2 separate regions of the Ovis aries genome follow, and region 2 is linked to region 1. Evidence: chromatin contacts called from public Hi-C data. All regions are on one chromosome and are shown on one strand. Each heading gives the region's core, a stretch centred on a gene start, on an enhancer-like site or on the middle of the called end of the contact. The rest is flanking DNA. Distances are from core to core; before and after follow the strand shown. Region 1 holds the start of LPP (LIM domain containing preferred translocation partner in lipoma). Region 2 has its middle 100 kb from the start of LPP.

Region 1 (5,771 bases), core at 2,593-5,092:
TTAACAGAATGTTCAAACTGAGACCAGATGGTCACTCAGCAGTGGGTGAGTAGAGTCAGGCTGCCTGGGCTCAGAGGGGCATTACAGCTTACCATGTACTTGCTCTGTGTTAAGAGCAGGCTACTTTACCTTCTTGGGCTAGAAAAAATACCGCTGCCAAGCTCAAAAGGGTTCTGTGAGGGTTAAGTTAAATATGGATGAAAAATCCTTAGAATCTTGTCAGGTGTGTGTAAGGTCAGAGAAAGGACTGGTGTGAGCTACACAATGGCCTCTGGGAAAGGGATGGTCCTGGATGCAAGGAAATGGGGGCACCACAGCCTAGCCTTGTTCAAAGTCTTTCGTGCCATCACTGGACCTACGAGACTGCATCTGTAGGGCTTCAGGCCACCAGTGTGCAATCCTCTGGTCACTTATCCTCCACCCTATCTGAAATTCTGTGCTTTTTTAGTCTCTGAATTCGTAAACCTGTATTTCTCTAGAACTGTGCCTGTAGTTTTACATAGCCTTCCCTTCTTTCCCAAGTCCCCGCACGCAGCAGGTTTTAATAGGGTTGTTGAGAGAAGTGTGAATACAAAAGAAATCAGATCAGCACAGGAAAACGAGGCTTTTGATTTGAGTTTGCACTGATGACAAGATTGCACGCAGTTCGCCAAGCATCCAATTTATGACTTTGCCTCTTACACTCCTGGTGAGTGCCTCCTGAGTAGAAATTATCTTTTGTGATTAACTTTATATAATACTTGTGCTAACACCAGGCCCACCTGAGCATTTCATAAATATTTCAGGAGGGGTGACACAGTGATCTTCCCCAACAACAGTTTCAACATAATTAGGAGCATTTCTGGATCTAACACAGCACTCTTACAATGTGTATGATGAAGGAAATGAATGGCTCTAATTATACCTTATTAAATCTTATTAATCCTCATTAGAACCCTATTATTCTTTATAAGTGGGTTACTGGGGAAGGAAAAAAAAAAAAAGAAATGCTGGTCAAGTCCCGTTATATCCGATGGGGAATGGGTGAATCCATTCTTATTTTGTGTGATATCAGGAATTTTTCATATTAAACAGTACCACTTAGAGTGTGGGTTTGTTGAAATGTTGAGGATAGAATAAGTGAATTGTGGTGTAAGAGAATAATCTTTTTAAGCCCCAGAACAAAATGTCTATAGGAGCTCACATTTCCTATTTCAAACTATACCAGTTGCAAAGAGAAAAAATATTTCATTACTGAACTTCTCTATTTTCATATTTTTGTATGAATAGATGAGAAACTGAGAGCAAGAGAGATTACTTTGGAAGCAGAAATGTGTGAAGTCAAAGACTTTGCACAAAGAATATGCTTGATAAATGGTTAAGTGCAAAAATATGTGTTTCTGCATTTGTTTAATTCTTGGTTTAAAAAAAAAAGTCACACCAAATCCCAAAAGAACCAATTTTTGGAGATTTCATGAATTAGTAACTCATGGTGTACTCTCAACATTTATTAATATGAATTAGGAGATCAGGGCCTCCTCCGTGGGTGGAAAAATCATGGGATCAGTCAGGTGACCTAGACACCAGAGGTGGGTTCAAGTTGCTTGCTGTTTTTGTGTTGGGTAAGTTATTTTGCCTGACTTTTTTACGTCAAATATCAACGATAGACTACATTTTGTTTTATGAAGATCTTATAAACCTGGGAGAATGTGCTTCTATAATGTGCTGGGGTGAGGAATGATTAGTTTAGACATCAGGAAGCAGGACAGAAGTACAAGGAAACGAGTCTCCAGCCCTGGCGTGCCTTCCAGGCAATGCCTAATGCATATTATAGGCCCCTCACATGGTGCTCACATTTACAAATATCGGAGCAAAAAGTCCTACACAAACCTTCCAAGAACGGTCTTGCCTTTATTCAAACTAATTCACCCAGTTCGTAGATTTTTTTTCAAGTTATAAGCACAAAGTTTGGGTTTCTGGATAGGGCTGTGAAGTAAATTCCGGGGGTTCGTTTATTTGAGCACTGGATGGAGGGAGTTGCCTTGAAGCAACTGATCAGCATGGCTATGCAGGGCTCACTGGCAATCAGAACCTTCCAGGAACTGACCGCGTACGGGGACCGGGGAAGCTCCGAATCTCTTCCCAGGGTGGTCCGCGTTGCCCTCTGACATCCAGCCGGCTGACTGGCCCGCGGGAAGGAGGGAGTCGGGCCCCTGCCTGCAGACAGGAACATAGCTGGGAGACTGAGCATCCGGCTCCCGCGCCGGGATCTGTGGCGGGCATGACCTTGTACGAGTCGTTTCTCTTCCGAGAGCTTCAGATTTCCCGTGTGAAGTGGACGGGCTGGAAGTTGGTCGGGGCCAGTTCCGACATCCAGTACGTTTGAACCTTGCTGGGAATCCGAGCGGGGCTCACGAGCGAGATCTCGCAGGGGGATTCCACCGCAGAGCTCGTCTACCCGGACTCAACTCCCTAGTCTGGTAGTCTCCTACCAGTGGACGCAGGTTCCCTCATTTTTTTCAGTAGCCCCTCGCCCCGGCCGCTTCCTCCTTCCACGTCTCCTTCCTCTTCCTCCAGGGCAGGCAAAGGCCCCACACCTCCCTCTTTCCCTTCCTCCTCTGCAAGCTCCCCGCGTTCCCCGCGTCTTCTCTTCCTCCAGGAAATCCACCGCCCTCGATGCACCCACCTTGGGGCCGGGCCACGGGCCCCGAGGTGGGCGCCCCCTCCCCCGGCGGCGAGCGCCGCGGCCCCGCGGGCACCCGCCTTCCCATACCTTACATGGACAAATGCGTGCAGGCAAAGTCAGGAATTCAGGCCCCTGACGTCAGCCTCCAGCTCTCAGGGCACCGCACGGGAGACCGAGGGGAGGGGGTGGGGACGGTGGGAGGAAGGAGGGGGAAAGGCACCAACCAGCAGCCGCTCCAGCCTTGCCGAAGTTTCACTTTTTGTCTGTGGGTTCGCTCCCGGGCCCCGCGCGAGCTTTCCCGGGATAAGTAGCTTTAGCGAGCGGGGGAGAGCCGGTCGCTGCAAGGTAAGGGCTGGCTGCGCGGCCCGGGGCGCGGGGCGCGGTGCGGGGCGCGGGGCCGGGCCTGGCCGGGGCTGGGGACAATGGGAGGGGGAGTGCCTGGGCACCTCCTCCTTCGCCGCTGCCTCCGCCTCCAGCCGCCGCCGCCGCCGCCGCTGCCCCGGCCGCCTCCTCCCCGAGGTATTGTTGCAAATCCTCCTTCCTTCCCCTCACCCTCCGCCCGCGGGCGCCTCGGGAACCCCCAGCCCTCCCCGGCAAGAGCGCCTCCGGGGTGGCAGGAGAGCCGGGCGCAGGGCACCCAACGCGCGTCCGGCCCGGGCCGCAGGGCCCGCGGTGCGGAAGTGCTGGCCGCGGCGCGAGCACGGGGTGCACGCGTGGGGGAGGGGGACCCCGAGTTTTTTGGGAAGCCTCGACCGGGGGCTGGGCGGGCTTGGAGGCCTTCCCTGCGCGCCCCCTGCCCGGGCTTTTCAGGACTCCCAGGGGGCGGGGCCACACCCAGCAGCTCTGCGCTTTCGCGGAATCACAGTTGTCACTGGGGAAGGGGCCTAGGAACCCAGGCATCAAGCTCCCCCATTTCCCAGCTGGGGCAACTGAGGCCTAGAGAGCTGAGTCTCCCCAAAGTCGCTCACTAGAGGCAGAGCCGTAACTAAAATAAATGGCTCCCGACTCCTGGTTCCTTTTCTCCAAGCAGTTCTCCAGCACTCGCTGTGTGCCGCCCTGTGCTGGGTTATTGGATCCAGAGGCGTTTAGGGCCTAGACTCTGCCCTCAGGAAGCGTTCAGTCAACCAAAGAACCAAACCTGACCCCAGACAGAAGGTGCTAAGTCCAGGGGAAAAGGCGCGGGGCGGGGCTTGGAGACAGGAGTTTGGTCTGGTCCTTCATGAGGGATCCGAGGCTTTTGAAGGATGAAGGGTTTTTCTGAAGTTAGTAACTAGGGACAAGGAATGAGGGCATGAGCCGGAGGGAACTGCAGAGGCAGAGAAGACTCAAGTGTGGAGAGTGGAGATGAAGCTGTAACTGTTACTGTGCTGGGGGCACGGCGTGGGGCAGCGTGGGCACATAAAATGGGATAATCAGTGGACTGTGCTTGAGTGCACTTGGACAGAGGGGTGTCTTTGGGATTTTGGGGTGCTGGGGAAGCTGAAGGATGTTTCTGGCTTCCTTTCCCTTCTCAGTGATCCACTGCCTGCTCACCATGAACACAAAATGCAAAAATTTCGCTTCACCTTTGAACTTCTTTTCTAGTACCAGACTCATTTAACTTTGTATCCAATCCCCTCTATCTTTTCTGTCTCCTACCCCCCTTTCTAAATTCCTTGCTTCCCAATAAACCCCATTTTCACTAAGGTGTTTAGTGACTTAATGGCCTACCTCTTTGAACACAAGAGCATTTTAAGAAAGCCTTTAAGTGGAAAGGGAAAAAGCAGCTAACACCCTCTTCCCTCCAACTCCCCTCCCCTCCTTCCTCACTACCCCTTGCTCTTACAGATAGGGAAATATAAATGAAGGCTCAGAGAAGGTGAGTGCCAGTACTAAAGTCTACAGTAAATTTTGGTAGCTGGTGGGAGGCCAGAACTCTCAGTAGGGTTCTTTGTATCCCATGACCAGCCTTCTTCCTTCAGGGTCTTTGTCTGCACCAGGGTCAGTCAAAAGGTTGCAAGGCAGACTTCCAACCTCAGCACCCAGGCTTTAGAATCTGGAGTATAGATTCTAGGTAAGAAATATGTAATTGGGGTCAGCTGTCTGAACAGTGAGGTTGCGAACCTGGAGCCCTTGGGTCAGGCAGCCACCCAGTGTCGTGCTCCTACATGTGGGTGGGCCTGGACCTGGCTTCGAGGATTGGCAGGAGGAGAAACTTCTATTGAGCTGGTTACTATGATTGGGACTGACAGAGTGGGACCCTTCTTGGCAGGACATATTCCAGTGAACAGTCAGTTCCAGACAGTGGTTGATGGGAGAGGAGGCTTCATTATGAAGGTCCTTAAAAATGCCAGGCATGGATATGACTTGAAGTCATCATTTGAGGGTTTTGAGCAGGCTGGGACATGAGCGAGAAGGGAGGAACTGGCACTGGGTAATCCTCTGCCGCCCATTCCAGTGAGAGAGGCAATAATCTGGCCTAAGAATTATCAATGAGTGTTTGCTCATTTACTCCACAGTTACTACTGCTTACTACATGCCATTGGCAAATGTGAAAATTTTATGGCAGATTCTTTATTTTATTGAGACAGATACCTGTATTTCATCAGAAAAAATATACTTTTTCACATTTTATATCAGTGACATTGGGTTGTCTTATAATCACAGATGTATCATAGTTGAGCAGATCATCGTCCTAAGTTGATAACGGTGTATTTTACCATTGACAGCTTAGAGCTGATAAAATTTGTTAATCATATCCTTTATGAATGTACAGTGCTGTGCACTTTATAAAAGTTTCCCGTCAAATATTCCATTTGAATCTCAAAAATCCCCTGAGAATTGGGCCTGGTGACCCTGTTATCTCAATTTTTTCTCTTGTCTGAGGTCATCCAGTTAATTAGAAATGAACTCAAAATAACAGCCCAGAACTTTGACTCTGGGTGTTAACATGTGACTACCCTGCAGTGGAACTAGCATGGGTTAATTGGGAATAGGAAGAGTCAGATTGAATTTAATTTCAGAACTATTTTGGGGGGTTTTGACCAAGGGCAGAATGTAACTCACAATGACTGGGAGGCTCTGTTAGCCCAGAGATTTAATGCATTAAATAGAAAATGGGCAGGGG
Region 2 (5,400 bases), core at 1,757-4,256, 100 kb before region 1:
CCAGATCCTCCCCAGATACTTGCTAATTTGGCACCAGAACTCATTGTATAGTCTCTGTACCATTTATTTTCTACAAGATCAAGCGGAGGATGGTGTTTAAATCTCATTCCAGAGACTGCTCAGGCATCCTCAGCACTTCATGATAAAGTCCTTTAGAACATCGGGGATCGCTCCATAGACACCTGGCCCAGGTGAGGGCTCTCCAACAGCCAGAATTAGGGCTCAATATCCAAGGCAGGCAAACCTGGGGAGAACAACTGCCCCTAGAAAATTTTGTTTGAACAAGCTTGCATCTTTCTGAATCTGAACCTATCTCTCCTGGATGAGAAATGTCCTTGATAATGATTTCCATAAAAACATCATAGAGGAGAAGGATACACAAGCAGATGGTAACACAGGCTGCTTTGGGGGAGGACAGGAGGAAATTGGAGAAAGGGTAAGAGGGAGACTTTTTTACTGCATTCCATTTATGCTTTTTTTTTTTTTTAACTACTCATTACCATCTCAAATAAATGGGTGCATAAGGAATGAACAGTTAGGTAAAATTAAACAAAATGAAAATCAGCAGAGATTTGCCAGTGACATTTCCCTGCGCTGGAGACTGAGACTGGCAGACAATTTATGTGTTGGTGATAAAAATTAAGGGGTTCCAAGAAGATGTCATATAATAGGACCTTAGCCACCGTCTGAGCCTATTATTATTTGAAATTCACTCTTAAGAGTTAAGACAATATCTCACCATAAAATGCTTACATTTTCCCTTAAAAGGGAAAAAACATTAATAAATTCATCTTCATCTAATACAAATCCAAAATGACCCCTACCCACTGGAGAGGCAAGGGAGCAAGCCAGTTACTCAGTGACTGGAACTATAACTCTGTGACCCCAAGGGTCAGTGTCTGCATTGAGAGGGAAGAAAAATTTGGTGGGAAGCAAGGTTTGCTATGGAGCTTCACAACACCAGCTCCTCAGCTTCTGTTCTCATGGCCATGATGCAAGAACCAGGTCTGAGGATCAGGCTAAAGTTCTTCCAAGCAGTGGGTCACAGAACCCAGGGTCAAACACCGAGCAAGCTCACTGCTCTGCCCGAGGCCCTCTGGTGTTCCCCATGGGCAAGGAGTCAGTCCCGCTCTCTTTTACAAAGGGGTCTTGTCTCTTCCAAGTGGTGGTGTCATGGTGGGGACAGGCCTTGAAAGGAAGCGAAGGAAGCAACAGGAGCAAAACAGAGGGGTCTCTGGTCTGCCACCAGCAACGAGATAAGCACGGGCGTGTGAATAGGGGCTGCCCAGCAAAGGACAGGCTCTCCGAGACGAGATGTCAGCGCCGTGTCTTTGCCTTTCAACCCCAGGAACTTGTTAATAACCTCTTTACAAAAAGGACTGATGATGAGGTTTCTCAAGCCCATCTGAACACACTTATGTACAAAAGCTTCACTTTGGAAAGAGAACTGAACCAAAGCAGCCCATCCTAGTCTTCTCCCAGGGGAACGGTCGCTGCTTGTTCAAAGGGCACCTCTGAAACCCAGCAACCCTTGAAATCCTGGGGTCTGGGTGGCCCAGGCAGAGAACCAAGCCTCCAGACCTTTATGGCCCACGTCAGCCTCTGCCTGTGGAAGGAACGCTGCCCTGACTTGACTGAAGTGAAGAGAACGGTGCTTCTTTCTGCCTCTGCTACCCGATCACACTGCCTAATGCCCAGCCTCTCTGACTCTCAAAACCCTTCTGCAGCTCCCAGCTATCTGTCACTTGAGTCCCTTCTTCCTTCTGACACTCAGGGCCTCCAAAGTCTGGTGCTAACCCTAGTGCCAGCTGCGCACACCAGTATGCCCATCCAGGAACCTAGCCAGCCCCAAGCCTCCCCATCCTTCCTGCCCGCCCACACCAGCCTCTCCCCTGGAAACGATCTCCCTCACTCTCCAAGCTTTCAGAATGTCACTTCTTGAACTCTGAGCCTTTCTGCACCCCAAAGATCTTCTCTTCACCCCAAAGGTCTTCTCTTCACCCTGACCTTTCGTGTCCACTGCTCTGATCACCTATTCAAGAGGAATTTCCCTCTGTCAACTCTAAGAGCCTTTTTTCTGTATTTTTCTCAGGGTTCGTAACCTTCTCCTTCACATTTTGTTCCCTGGGTGCCTCTCATGACTCGGCCCTTAGTGTGGCCCACGACAGCTGGCACACAGGGTCACCTAGAGCACAGGCCCCCTGCAGGTCTGCCAAGTTAGCTTTAGGTGGAGAGCTGACTGGCTGACCTCTTTCCCAGCAGCTCCAGGGTTTCATACACCTGTGAGTCTATGAATAGGCAAAGCAAAAGGCCAGACAAGCATCTCTTCTTCTTCGGTCCCAGGTCCAGGGAGCTCCCTTTAGAGATCAGTGCTTCAAATCATCCCTCACTGCACCGCCGTGGAGCAGTGATGGATGCTGACCTCTCTCTCCTGAGGAGCCCTCTCCTTTGCTTGTGGGTGGCCATGTTTTTCCTCTGCACCCTCCCGAGTGTCCCAAGCCCACTGGGAAGGACCCTGAAGAGCCGTCCTGCTCCCAGGAGCGCACTCGTGGCTCTGCCCACCAGCTCCAGCCTTCCTCCTCCTGTGTTTCTGCGCCCACGACAGGGCCCAGCTCTGGGAGTCCTGTGGTCACTAGGAGGAGGCTGGGTGCAGGCCCTGGACATAGGGCACAGAGACATCCCTCCCCCTGCAGAGACAGGAGGGAATTTGACTTGAGCCTGTTTTCAGGGTAATTCGGCATCAAACATCATCGAGGTCTGAAATCTGGCCAAGTCTTTGTTTTGTTTTGTTTTTTTCCTTTCCTCCAATCAGCCCGGGGCACCAGGGAGGGGGAGGGCGTTCAGGGGGTGGGGGCCGCTGGCCTGCTGGGCCTGAGAGGGAATGCTGAGCATGCAGAAGTGGCCCATTGAGAGCCCCGGCTCACGGCGCTCACAGCCCAGGGGCGGGTGGCACCCCTGCTCCCCCCACAAGGGCAGCTCTGTCCTGTGGGCACAGGGCTCCGTCCCAGCCCCACTGGCTGAGAGAGAACAACATTTCCTTATAAGGCCCCGACCGCCCTGCCAAGGCTGGACGCTCCGACAGACTGTAGCTTTCCATTCTCCTCGCCCGGCTCCAGCGCAGGCCTTGAATGTCGCCCTTGTTGTCAGGCCCCTCCTCTCCTCCCCGGCCCCCACCCCACCCACTTCCATTCCCTGCCAGCGCCAGCCCCACGGAGCCCAGCCGGATAAACAGCCCAGGGCCTCTCCCACGCAGGGGCTGCTCGGCTCAGGCCTGCTGGAGGCAGCACAGGGTAGCAGAAGGAGCGGCAGGGCGCTGGCTTGGGCCGACCCTGCAGGTCCCTTCCTGGTGCCTGTGGCTTCAGGGTAGCTCTGGACTCCTGTGAGCCTGGCTCCTCATCTGGAAAATGAAGATCTCATTGCCACGGGGTCCAAATTCTTTGCATTGCATTCACAGTCCTTCCCAGCAAATCTACCTTCGTAGCTTCACCTCTGCTTGCTCCCCCGGGCCAGGTTCCCCAAACTCCTCCCCTCTCCCCTACTGGCTTTCTCTCTAGCCTGAACAGGAGCCTAGCAGGTAGAAAGACCTGGATTAAAGGCCCGGGGAACTCCACCTGCAGAGCCCCACCCTAACAATGCCACTTCCTCCCCACCCCCGGAAAAGTGAATCGTTTCTTCTCTCCTCAACATTTGCATGTACCTCTCTAAGAGGCTTCCCATTTTGCAATTGCTCTGATATGTTTACCTGCCTTTTCCTTCACCAGGGCTTGAGCTTCTTGAGGCTCAAATGGATCCTCTTTATATTCCGGAGCTCAACCACTGTACCAGGCACACTCATGTCACTTCATGGAAGGTCATTGTGTAAATATCGAAATGCACAGAGCTCACAAGCCCTCAAGAGACAACTGATGTGCAAATACTATGTGAACTATGAAGGGCTGTGCACCTGTGAAGGGTAACAACTGTACCATGCTGCTTTTCACTCCAAATTCTACTCTTTGTGATGCCATTATAACCTTACCCATCTGCCCAGTTCTAGATCCTGAATCCTGGATTCACTGAAGCCCTTGGGTGTTTGTTGTTGTTTAGTTGCTAAGTTGTGTCTTTTGCTTCTCTTTTGCAACCCCATGAACTGTAGCCCTCCATGCTCCTCTGTCCAAGGGATTTCCCAGGTAAGAATTCTGGAGTGGGTTGCTATTTCCTCCTCCAGGGGATCTTCCTGAATATGGGATCAAACCCACATCTCTTGCATTAGCAGGCAGATTCTTTACCACTGAGCCACCAGGGAAACCCATCTCACATGTTTAACATGTATCAAAGATATTATTGGTCCTTAGAATGCCAGTGCTGGGGACTAAAAGGGGTTTGAGGAATTATCCCATCATTTCCACACTGACATCTTCCATGCAGATGTCATGTGGCAACAAGTGGATTAAATGAAGGGGGTTCCAAGTCCTCAGCCCTACCTGTTTTACCATTTCTACATCCTAGGATCCCACAGCATTCTCAGAAAAACAGAATCCACTGGCTATAAAAGCTAGAAGCACATTGATTAATCCAATCTCAACACGTGACAACTGAAGCAACTGAAGTTCTTAAGAGAAAAGTGACTTTCCTAACATTTCAGGAGTCACACACTAATCACGATAGATCTGGGGTCCCTGATTTGCATACTGAAGACTTGCCCAGCATTGTTGCCAGCTTAGGGCTGAGTGATGATGGAAGGATGTAGCTGCATAGCTTGTCAAACTGAGTTCTCGTGGGTCTGAAATTTGTCAAGTTCCAAACAAAGAATTTCGGTCTCTGCTAGAACAAATCTCTCTGAAATGGAAATTCTGCAAATTATCAGGTCAGTGATTTGTAAGCACACTACAGTCAGGTACTGTGTGTGGTGGTTTAATCACTAAGTCGTGTCCGACTCTTGCGATTCCATAAACTGTAGCCGGCCAGGCTCCTCTGTCCATGGGATTTCCCAGGCAAGAATGCTAGAGTGGTTGCCATTTCCTTCTCCAGGGGATCTCCCTGACTCAGGAATCGAACCCTGGTCTCCTGCATTGCAGGAAGATTCTCTACTGACTGAGGTACAAAGGAAGCCCAAAAGTGAGGGCCTGCCCTCTCTGAGGTTCAAACCCAGGACCTTCAGATTATGAGACTGATGAGAATCTATTCCCCATGATCCTAGCAACAATTTGAAAGACAAAAATATTATTCCAGAATGCAATATCCTTTTCCCCATCTACATACTCATTTTCTCAGAGATAATGTTAACAGAATGAAGATCATGGTTAATCATGAGCCATGTTCTAACATTCCTACTTGCCACAGGACAAATTCAAGGTACAAGGTGGGTCTGCGTTGGGCTGCATCTAAGGGATTTAGTTACTCAAACACCAAAATGCTTTA

The links. Hi-C and Micro-C count contacts between places; a contact is called where the count stands out from the background.
Region 2: a contact with region 1 is called in a Hi-C map of hypothalamus, with 2.8 times the contacts expected there. The contact joins the enhancer-like site here to the promoter of LPP in region 1. A contact is called at or near these places in 2 of 16 Hi-C or Micro-C datasets (hypothalamus and tail adipose tissue).

What each region holds. Positions count from the first base shown.
Region 1 is chr1:199,988,471-199,994,241 of ARS-UI_Ramb_v3.0, reverse strand. It overlaps LPP (LIM domain containing preferred translocation partner in lipoma), which reads left to right and starts at 3,842. Exons shown (of 12, transcript XM_042233292.2): 1 at 3,842-5,771.
Region 2 is chr1:200,087,752-200,093,151 of ARS-UI_Ramb_v3.0, reverse strand. No RefSeq gene overlaps it. Among named protein-coding and RNA genes, the nearest start is that of LPP, 100 kb to the right of the region's middle. Within about 2 kb of position 3,006, at least 39 of the 54 cell types and tissues checked have an H3K27ac peak or open chromatin away from gene starts, as enhancers often do. A contact at or near this core is called in hypothalamus, where this site is marked.